Regions from separate parts of the Capra hircus genome. Here region 2 is linked to region 1. Evidence: chromatin contacts called from public Hi-C data. All regions are on one chromosome and are shown on one strand. Each heading gives the region's core, a stretch centred on a gene start, on an enhancer-like site or on the middle of the called end of the contact. The rest is flanking DNA. Distances are from core to core; before and after follow the strand shown. Region 1 holds the start of LOC102169480 (dehydrogenase/reductase SDR family member 4). Region 2 holds the start of NOP9 (nucleolar protein 9).

What was found. Hi-C and Micro-C count contacts between places; a contact is called where the count stands out from the background.
Region 2: a contact with region 1 is called in a Hi-C map of blood, with 5 times the contacts expected there. The contact joins the promoter of NOP9 here to the promoter of LOC102169480 in region 1. A contact is called at or near these places in 2 of 5 Hi-C or Micro-C datasets (both in blood).

The regions. Positions count from the first base shown.
Region 1 is chr10:80,332,182-80,337,442 of ARS1.2, forward strand. LOC102169480 (dehydrogenase/reductase SDR family member 4) reads left to right here and starts at 2,509. Exons shown (of 8, transcript XM_005685235.3): 1 at 2,509-2,832; 2 at 4,472-4,649. The coding sequence starts at 2,702.
Region 2 is chr10:80,558,432-80,563,692 of ARS1.2, forward strand. It overlaps NOP9 (nucleolar protein 9), which reads left to right and starts at 3,073. Exons shown (of 10, transcript XM_013966828.2): 1 at 3,073-3,432; 2 at 3,603-4,052; 3 at 4,964-5,074. The coding sequence starts at 3,186. It overlaps DHRS1 (dehydrogenase/reductase SDR family member 1), which reads right to left and starts at 2,980. Exons shown (of 9, transcript XM_005685209.3): 1 at 2,770-2,980; 2 at 2,200-2,439; 3 at 884-1,027; 4 at 657-736. The coding sequence starts at 2,349.

The DNA.
Region 1 (5,261 bases), core at 1,259-3,758:
TGAATTCTACCCCAGGTGAACTTCCTTCTGGACTACAGTCAGCCTTTGAGGAAGATGAGAGTGCAGTCCTCAATCACAGAGGCATCTCCTCAAGATCTGCAGATGGTCCCACCTCCATATAAGAATAACCCCATTACCTATTAAAATCCCCACTTAAAAGAGACTCCTACACATTTATGTATTTTCCCCCCAAATTTCCTACCCTCTTCTCCAACAAACCAGCTTGATGAGTAGTAGAAGCTGAAGACTTCCACCCTTTTTGCTTTCCTTCTACATTTTTCTGTTCACAGATTCCACTCCCCCAATATCTGCGGCATTCTCTGGAGGCCAAATACACCCCCCCCGCCCCCCCCGCCCCCCCCCCCCCCCCCCCCCCCCCCGCCCAGCCCCAGACAAGGAGGCTATGTGCTGTTCACGAGCTCCCAGGCCAGAATTCTCCTTTCCCCAAACTCTTTGCTCTTTGAGAGGGCTTCTCTTGTGGCGGAGCGCGGGCTCTAGAGCATGTAGGCTCAGTGGTTGTGGCACAAGGGCTTAGTTGCCCCGAGGCTTGTGGTGTCTTAAGGCAGATTCTTAACCGCTGGACCACCAGAGAAGGCCTTCAAACCTTTTGCTCTTTGGGGTGTGACCTCCCTCAGCCTCCACACACCCCCCGCAACCCCCTGCTAACCTCAGCCCCTGGATTTGGCGGCTCATCTCTGGACAGGAAGTGGAGAGAGATCAAATATGCCTTACAGGCCTGTCCCTTTGAGCCAAAGCCCTGAGAGGCTCTGCTTCAGTCCTAAATCCCCTCCCCCAGCCCCACAGGCAGGTAGCAAGCCCTGGGAAGTGTTCCCACAGTGCATTAGCTCTGAACAGGTCAGGAAGAAGAGGAGTGTCATGCTATCCAGCCTCTGTTGTCAATAATTCATGAGGTTCAGACTGAGGGGCACCAGTCAGAGTCAGTTTTCCCCACACATGGGGAAAATTAGACTCAAGCTCTCTTATCTCATCGAGATGTGCTGAATATCACAGCTATATAACATCTCGATTGAGGAATAAACTATAAATCCAGTGCATGTTTGTTATATCATTCACTACTCATACACTTTTAGATGCTGAAATCTTTTTGGCTGCTCAGCTGACCTACACATATACTACCTGAACCTTTAGCAAGTATGAATTCTGTTAAACAGCAATCCCCGGAACTGAATTTCGCAGACCGGGATTCTCTCTCCTCTAATTGTAGGGATTGACATCAGGTTGCCAGACTGGTGATTTCACCAACTAACAACCCTTTTCTTAACCTACCCATCTGCTTTCATCATATTCTCTTAACAGAAAGACTAACACCAAAAAATAATTAAAAAGAGCAAAAGCATATCCCAGAATAAAGGACTATCTCTTAAATTAAATAAGCTTAGTTTTATGAAACACTGTATTTTCATTTTTTGCCTTGAACTAGTGAAAACTTTGCCTTGGATCTACACAGCTTCTCAGTCTGGCATTTGGAGGCCACAGGGTTAAACCAATTCAGATGCTGACACTGGGTCTGCCGGGCCTTTCTTCAGTGTATCATAAGCCATCCAGATTTATTAATTCTCCCAGAAACCCAGGAGGGAGATCATTTCAGCCCACTTGGCAGAAGTAGGGGCTGAAGTCTTGGACACAGAATTTTATAGCTGGAGAGGACCTTATCTATCATCTACCCCAGCACCCTCAGCTTACAGATGGAGAGCTTGGCTTGTGGCAGCAATAATAATTACTCTATGGTGGCAATAATTACTATGTGTTTAGTAGTTCAAAGTTCATAAAATGCTTTTACATTCAACAAATATTTATTGAACTAGGATGGAGGCTAAGACCTGGGGACACAGTGATTATGGAGAACTTGAGTGCTCCTGAGTGCTCTGAATTTCCACCACTGGTTAGGGGACACTCTAGCCTCCTTGCTACCACTTAGGCCTAGAGAAGTCCTCTAGAGTGGAGGATATAAGAGATCCTGTCAGGTCAGGATCTTTAATTCTGCACACTGGTTACCCCCGGTGATCAGAGTCTACCCTCCAGGCCTATGGGGATGGAGGAGAACTTGAGCCAGAGTGAAGGGCAGTGCAGGCCTAGCCCTGCTCCTCTCCATCAGGTGTCTCCCGTAGGCTCCTCCAGGCTCCCCTGAGACCCTCAGGAGGAGCCTCACCCCCATGAGCAATCTCAAAACATCTGGCCTCCTTTGGGCTGTCACAAACGTGGACCCAGACTTTCTCGGAAAACAAAACCCACCTTGAAGTTCTAGGAAGCAAAAGCAAACAGTTAAAGTCCCCTCTGCCCAAGAACTGACGTGGGCAAGCAGAGGTGGGAGGAGGAGAGGGAGGACAAGGAAGTCTACGAGCTCCCCGAGGTGGGGAGGGCCCCACAGGGAACCGGAACCGACAGCACCGTCCCAAGTCGTGCCGGCCCGGGAGAGCAGGGGATCTAGGGGCGCGGCGGCCACAAACGGCAGGGGGCGCTCTTGGCCACGGCCGGCTCCCCTGGCCTAGGGCCCGCGCGGAGCGGGAGGAGCTGTCCCGATCTAGGGCTCAAGAGGGGCGGGGAGACGGGATCCTGGAGCCAGAAGCTGGGAGGGGAGCGGGCCGCCGAGCCAGGAGGCGATTCACTCTTCGCCTTGCCCCTCGCCCTGCCCCACTGTCACATCCCCTGGGCGGTGCAGAACCCTGAACCCGCCGGCGCCATGCTGAAGGTGCCACTGCCTTTGGGTGCCTGTGCGCGGTCGTGGAAGTCGGTCCGGATGGCCAGCTGCGGGATGGCGCGCCGGAACCCGCTGGAGAATAAGGTGGCCCTAGTAACGGCCTCCACTGACGGGTGAGTGCCCGAGTGAGTCTCTGAGTCCCCCGTTGTCTGCAAACAGGTGATACCCCTTGTCCTTGGCCTCCCGCGCCCTCTCTTCAGCCCTCCCGTGCGGCCAGAGCTGGCCCTGGAAGAAAGGCAGCACGTGGTTGGCCTGCAGCCCCCTTCAGATTCCGCTCCCCCCACCTTTGCAGTTAACAGCGCTCTTGTCACTGCCGCCCCTGGCTCGGGTCCGCCGCCTTGGCGTTGCCCCTCACCCTACCCCGTCTATCCTGCCTCCTGGGGTTCTGGGCCGCCCCAATCAACTGGCTCCACCTAGAGTCTGGGAAGACCAGAGGCCGGAAGTCCAAGACAGTCCAGATTTCAAACACCCTATGCACTGCCTACACCGACTGTGGAAATGTTCCAGACACCCCCACTGTGGCACCCCCAGGAGCCTCACAGAACTTTGCCCCTTCCCTAGAGGGGACGCAAGTCATGTGTCCAGGTTCTTGTTTAGTTCAGTATACTGTGGCCTCTCTTGCCCAGCCTGTTTCTTACCAGCCACTGTTACCTACCCTGTTTCTCATTCCCACAGACCCCTGCTAGATGCCAGCTCTTCACAAAGTTAGAATACATATAAATGGGGAAACCTGGAGAAGGCAATGGCACCCCACTCCAGAACTCTTGCCTGGAAAATCCCATGGACGCGAGAGCCTGGTAGGCTGCAGTCCATGGGGTCGCACAGAGTGGGGCACGACTGAGGCGACTTGGCAGCAAATGGCTAACAGGTGCAAAATGTGCGACCCTGGGGGTTTCCCTGGAGGTCCAGCGGCTGAGACTCCATGCTCTCAATGCAGGAGCCCCAGGTTTAATCCCTGGTCAGGGAACTAGATCCCACATGGACCAACCAAGACCCATATAGCCAGGTAGATAATTTTTTTTTAATGTATGACCCTTTCTCCTATGAATGTAAAAAATTTATGTTCATAACCAGAGACCCCCAGTTTCATATGTACTCCAAAATATAACTAGTCAGTTCAGTTCTGATGCTGGGAAAGATCGAAGGCAGGAGAAGGGGATGACAGAGGATGAGGTGGTTGGATGGCATCACTGACTCAATGGACATGAGTCTGAGTAAACTCCAGGAGTTGGTGATGGACAGGGAGGCCTGGGTGCTGCAGCCCATGGGGTCGTAAAGAGTCGGACACGACTGAGCAACTGAACTGAACTGACTGAACCAGAGACCCCGTTTCATATGTACCCCAAAACATAACTAACAATAGAATATTGAGATGATGTAGACTACTGTCCTGAGGAAACTATTTAGGGGTAAAGGCTTTTCTGAGAGAGACTCTCCAATCATGGAAATCACTGCTGCTTGCTATACCCCTAAGTCATTTCTCTCTCCCCAGTCCCTATAGGGTATGGAGCCTATGATAACACCTATGGAAGGTGTTATCACTTCCTGGGAACCTAGACTGAGGGCCAAAACCATAATAAAAGTAGTAAACCAGTGCCAAAAAGATGCTAAGCATGTCCATCTGTATGGTAATGGCTGTGCCATTAATCCTAACAGGTGGAGGTCCTACAGAAAGCAGCCTGACTTAAGAGCCCATGCTCTCCCCCTCTTCCTGTACCAAGCTTAAAAGTCCTTCTCTCTCTCTGCCCACAGGATCGGTTTTGCCATCGCCCGGCGTCTGGCGCAGGACGGGGCCCACGTGGTGGTCAGCAGCCGGAAGCAGCAGAATGTGGACCGGGCAGTGGCAGCACTGCAAGGGGAGGGGCTGAGCGTCTCGGGCACCGTGTGCCACGTAGGGAAGGCTGAGGACCGGGAGCGGCTGGTGGCCACGGTAAGCAGCAGACATACAGGTCCAGAGCCATGAGACAGCAGAAAGGAGGCAGCCTGCGCTGGCCTTCCTAGACAACATGGGTATAATCCAAACCAGCACTGTTCACTAAAATAAAATAGTGCATTCCACATACCCACACCAGTCCACCAGCACATTTTTATGTGTGCCTTTCGGTTCTGTCTCCGAGAATCATCCCATTTCAGTGAGAGAACCAAAAAACACTCTATTGTTCTACCCTGCATTGTGCCTTGGGGCACCCAAAACACTCCAGTTGGTCCTGGTTCTCCAGTAGCTTCCAGTCTAATTGGGCAGATAAGAAGGGTAAATAGGCATTCCCACTATAGGCTAAGAAACAATCAATCCCCGGTTTTTCAGTTTATAAAGTTGAGTGCCCAGGAACCTATAGGAGGCAGCCCATTTTGTTTCAGCCACCGTGTGCCATTCACTTTGTCTCGAGCCTTTCACGGGTTATCTGCAAACAACAACCCAAGCAAGGGCGGGACTATGCTCCCTGTTTAAAGAATGGTTCAGAAAGCTAGAGCAACACCCCAAGGTCCCACAACCAGTAAGGGAAGAGGTATGAGCCAACCCAGACTTACCAGCTACCTGTGT
Region 2 (5,261 bases), core at 1,823-4,322, 230 kb after region 1:
CTTTAGATGTAGATTTGCATATAATCTCTGGGTGACTCCCACAGGTGGCTGATCACATCCATGCAGGATAGTTTCTGAGAGGTGCCCTCTTCCCAACAATAAACACAGACATGAAGGATGTATGTCATGCTGGGTGAACTGTAAATGCTGTTTCATCTCATTCCTTTTCCAGATGTAGGTGAAACCCCTGCCCTCTCTACTCACACCTGGAACACTCTTGCCTGTAGGCCTGGAGAGAGGAGGGGAAGGCTAAGATGGCTGGCACTCAGTCTTCCTCACTGACCTTCTGCTGATCTAAAACAAAACAATTCTTTCCTCTAGTCATGTTTGGACATACCGACTATAGGTGGCATGCTTTACCGAAGGAAAGAGGCTTCCTTATGGATCATGCATTTGGACAAGCAGAGAGTGAGACAGGAGAGCCGGCAAGGGCAAGTTCAGATGAAAACTACTGACAGAAACAAGGCAGAAGTTGACGTTCCTGGGTCCAGATTCACCTGGTTGAAACTTCTTCAGAGGTCAGTGGACAAATAGAACAGATGGGAGAAGAAGGAGACGAGGAGATCAGAAGGAAAAGGAGAGGACACTTGTTAATGTTTGGCTGAGTGACTGAGGGGAGCCCAGGCTCTTAGGTGGGTGGCCGGGGAAGCACCTACCTGAGTCCAACGTTGTTGATGTCATCCCAAATGGAGGCGGGGCTTTCCCAGAATGACTTATTGGAGTTGTTCAGGATCGACTGGAAGGCACAGGGAGAGAGATGAATAGTATGCTCTGGAGGCAAGAAGGGGCTGGATAATGGAAGGGACAACCAGTGGGGATGAGGACTCAGAGCTCAGAGGGGTAGGTCCGAAGTGTGAAGCTGGGGTCAAAGTTCGAAAAGCACCTGGACCCCAGCATAGGCATTGTTGACCAGCACATCCAGACGTCCTTGCTGTTCTCGATCCACCTGCTCAAACAGGTTTCGCACTTCACTCTCCTGGCTTGAATCACATACCACGGGCACACACCGGCCTCCCCGGGATTGCGCCTGGAGAGGGACAGAAGGGATATGAGCTCCGAGCTGCACAACGTGAGACAGAACTCAGCTCCCGTCAGCCCCAAGGTGGGAGCTAAGGCAGTTCTAGGACTCAGGCAGGAGCCTGAGGCAGGAGCTGAGGCAACATGGTGGGCAATACTGCCCTCTGGTGTCTGTTTGAGGAGTTTCAGTGATGCTAGGTACTGTCGTAGGGCAAGCGGGATAGGGAATCCCGGGTTTAAAATTTGCAGACATTTTCTGAGGGCTACTATGTTCAAGGCACTGTATCACTCTGCATGTGGAGGCCGAGGGACAAACAGGCTTGGAGGTTCCTTGAGAAAGGAGTTCTTTTCCTTCATTCTTAGTCATGTCCATCTCTTGTGCTCTTAGCTCCCACCCTTCACCACTCATCTGGAATCTCAACTCAATCCCAGCCTTCTTACCCTCTCTCCACCAACACTGCTGCCCGGTAAATGAAAAAACAAAGCTCTCAGACATGAACTATCTCTACTTCCTATTCTGCCTCACCTTCTACAAATGTGTCCCCTCCTCTCACGTCAGAGAAAGAAGAAGAGTTTATTCAAGAACAATCTTCATATCCTGAAGATTCATGCTCTGGGCCCCACCCTCTGACCTCCCTGCCTAACTGCTCACTCACCTTTCTAGTACATTCTGGACTCACTTATTGCTTATCATGTTCATATTCATTACTTTCATCTCATCACTGCCTGTATTCACATTACATTGAAATGATCCATTTCTGCCTTAGACTTCAGAGCAAAAGTTATGTCTAACTAAATTTGGTAACTCCACTGTTTCACCCAGTGCCTAGCAAATAAAAGGCACCCCCAAATTTATTTAACTGAAATTCAGAAAACATACAATTCAATAAAATCTTAACAAGAAAAGAGAAAGAGCACAGGTCCACAACTCTTGAAATGCAATTCCAAAATCCCTAAAGCTCTCAAATAAAGTTGTTGTTGTTTTTTTTCATAAAATTCACTTAATGGCAAAATGTGCCCTGATCTGAAGTTACTTATGGGGTTTACTTATCCCACTTAGAATAAATGTTCATGTTTATTGAGGAATATTTTGGTTTCAGGTAAGGGATTAAGAGGAGTAGTTAATGGAAAGAGCTCCCTCAGGTGGTTTCTGCCCCCAGGGACTCCAGAGGAAGCACTCACCTCCTGAGCAGTGGCCTGCAGCGTGTCCAGGTGGCGGCCAGTGATGTAAACTGTAGCGCCTGCTTGGCAGAGCTGCAAAGCGATGCCCCTGCCAATACCCCTGGAGGCACCAGTCACCACGCACACCTGGCCCTTCATGGTAGCTGGCATGACTCAGCAAGCAAACGGGTTAAATCTGTGGAACCAAGGACTTGCTCTGAGGGAAGCCTGCAGACTGCGTTATTCGGAGGGGGGGCGATCCTATAGAGGTAGGAAGGGGAGCCAAGGTTGAGATCCTTTGATGGGGAGAGAAGTTTCTGAGAGGAATAACTAGCGCAGGCCCGGGACAAGGTTAGCTGTCCCTTTTGGGAGACCAAGGAGGGAAGAAGGGGTCTGCGTGGGGCTGTTCAGGCCGGCCACCTACTGGGACTCTGAGTGGGACTGTGGCGGGGCAGTCCCTCTCGGCACGTCTTGCAGAGTCCTGAGCTACGGAGTTCAGGCCCCTTGCCCAGAGGTGCGGCTTCCGCGTGGAGGGTTGCAGCGAGGCCCAGGGGCCCTGAGCCCGATGTGTACGGAGCTCGAACTCCATACCTGCCACCTGTGCTGCCGCTGGAGTCCTCGCGCCGTCTGGCTCACAAAGTTCTCGAAGTCGAGGAGTTTTAATTCTGGTCGCAGGGACGGGACAAGAAGTCAAGAGGACGACGGTCGAGTGGAAGTTCACATTCCGGTCCAGTTTCCGCAGGAGACTCGGAGGATCGGGTCAAAGAGTACGACACGCAGGAGCCTGGACAAGGGGCGGAGGCCAGGACCCACCAGCCGGGCGGGGCGATCCAGAGACTCAGCCACGCCTTCACCAGAGAGGCCGTCGCGAGGCTATGACGTATAATGCTGCGCCTTAAGCGCGGCGGCGTGTCTAAACTCTGCTGGGCCCAGGCCCGCACCCTGCTGACTGAGGTTCCCTCAGCGGCTAAGGCAGCTTTTCCGGGCGGAGCGGCCCCGACGCACCCATGGGCTTGGGTCCGCGTTCCCCCCACAAACAGGGGCGCCGGTTCCCAGCTGGCGGAAAACGAGGGCGCGGGGCCAAGGGCTCGGGGCGCCCCCCACCAGGCCGCCAGCGACATCCCTGCCCGCCTCCGGATGGGCGCTCTGAGCCGGCCCCAGATGCGCACCTTCACCTGAGCCCAGAAGCTCTGGGGTATTTCCGCCGGGCTCTGTCCGCGCTGAAAGAGGCCCCAGAGACGGGAGAAGAACGAGGTAGGGAGCAACTTGGGGAGAGGGATCAAGGGAGGAACTGGTTGGGCATAAAATTCAAGACAGTTAAGGACGATTTCGTGGGTCCCCAGGGTGTGAGGACTTAGTTTCATCTCCCCTAAGGCATAACCTTATCCTCTCATTCTCTTTAATGTATTTCTTGTTTTTTTCAGAGCTGATGGTGCACAATGTTTTGAAGGAAGTGGAAGCTCAGGCCCTAGCCTTGGCCACAAACCGGACTGGCAGTGAGATGCTGCAGGAACTGTTGGGGTTCAGCCCCCGGAAGCCGTTGTGTCGAGTATGGGCCGCTCTGCACTCCAATTTGCGCTTTGTGGCCTGTCATCGATGTGGGGTCCACGTTTTGCAAAGCGCTTTGCTGCAGCTGCCTCGATTGCTAGGGAGCCCTGCAGAGGAGGAAGAGGAGGAGGAGGAGGATGGGAAGGATGGTCATGTGGAGACCCTGGAGGAGCTGGTCCTGGGACTAGCTGCTGAGGTCTGTGATGATTTTCTTTTCTATTGTGGAGACACACATGGCAGCTTCGTGGTCAGAACTTTGCTGCAGGTATTGGGAGGGACTCTTCTGGAGTCTGAGAGAGCCAGGCACCGTGGCTCCCAGTCACCTGGTAAGTATTACAAGAAAGGGGTGTGGACCTCCAGGGAAGGAGAGTTTAGGAAGTTCAGAAGGAGAGAGTAAGCAGAAGATTTCTTCATGTCCTTGAAGAATTAGCAGTGAAATTAGGACAAGGATATAGCAGGCCAAAGATTAGTGGGCATGGAGGCCCAGAGGTGAGGATGCCTATGTGTGTTTAGGGGACAGCTGTTAGAAGAATGGGGGTAAGTGGAAGAGGTTATTCACTTGAGCATTGCCTCTCAAATTTTTTTTAACTACAGCTCACAGTAAGAAAACAATTTTCAAGCATCATTCAATATACATGTGTGTGTATATACACATATTGGATTCAAGCCAAAGGTCAGGAAGCAAGACCCTTCTACATACAACCCACTGATATTCCCCCCCCCCCACTTTTTTTTCCTGTGCCATGTGTGGCTTGCAAGATCTTAATTACCCAACCAGGGATCAAACCCTTTCCCCTTGCACTGAGAGTGCAGAGCCCTAACCACTGGACCACCAGGGAATTTCCTTCTTTTTCATTTTATTCTGTGTGTTACATTAAAAAGTGCTTGTTGAGACGCACTAGATTGATTCTATAATACACTTACAGGCAGCGGACCTACATTTTGAAAAACACTGGGAAATAGGATAGTGAGTTTAGGTGAGGCCTGATTTTGGAACACCTTGAATTCCTGACTGAGGAGTTTGGACTGTCTCCTATGGACCATGCGTTGAAGTTCCTTAGAAAAATTAAAAGGGAAATGGAGTCTCAGTTCAGTCATGGAGGTGAGACGAGACGTTGAGTTGTACCATATGCATTCTGCATCTCAGGCCACATCCTTATTCAGCTGTGCGATTCTTCTCCCTTCAGGATGGCAGTCTGTGGTCTCACCACTGTATATGTTCTTGATCTTCCTTCAGAAGCACAAAAGGCCCCATCTCGGGAATGTAAGCCAACTGATTTTGAGGTCCCTGAAACCTTCTTGAATTGCCTTCAGAACCTGAGCTCCTGCTTTCTAAAGGACATTGCTGGTAAGGAGGGAAATAGAGGAAGATCTCGGACCTTCTTTTTTGGAGAGGATTATCATCAAACAAGGCCCTTATTTCCATTGGTCTTATTTGTCTCTTTTTCAAATCTTGCCTGGTTTGATGTTGTAAAGGCTCTATTTAGACCCTTTGTCTCCATAATCCCTTGTACCCTGTTGCCTGAGGTTTGAGG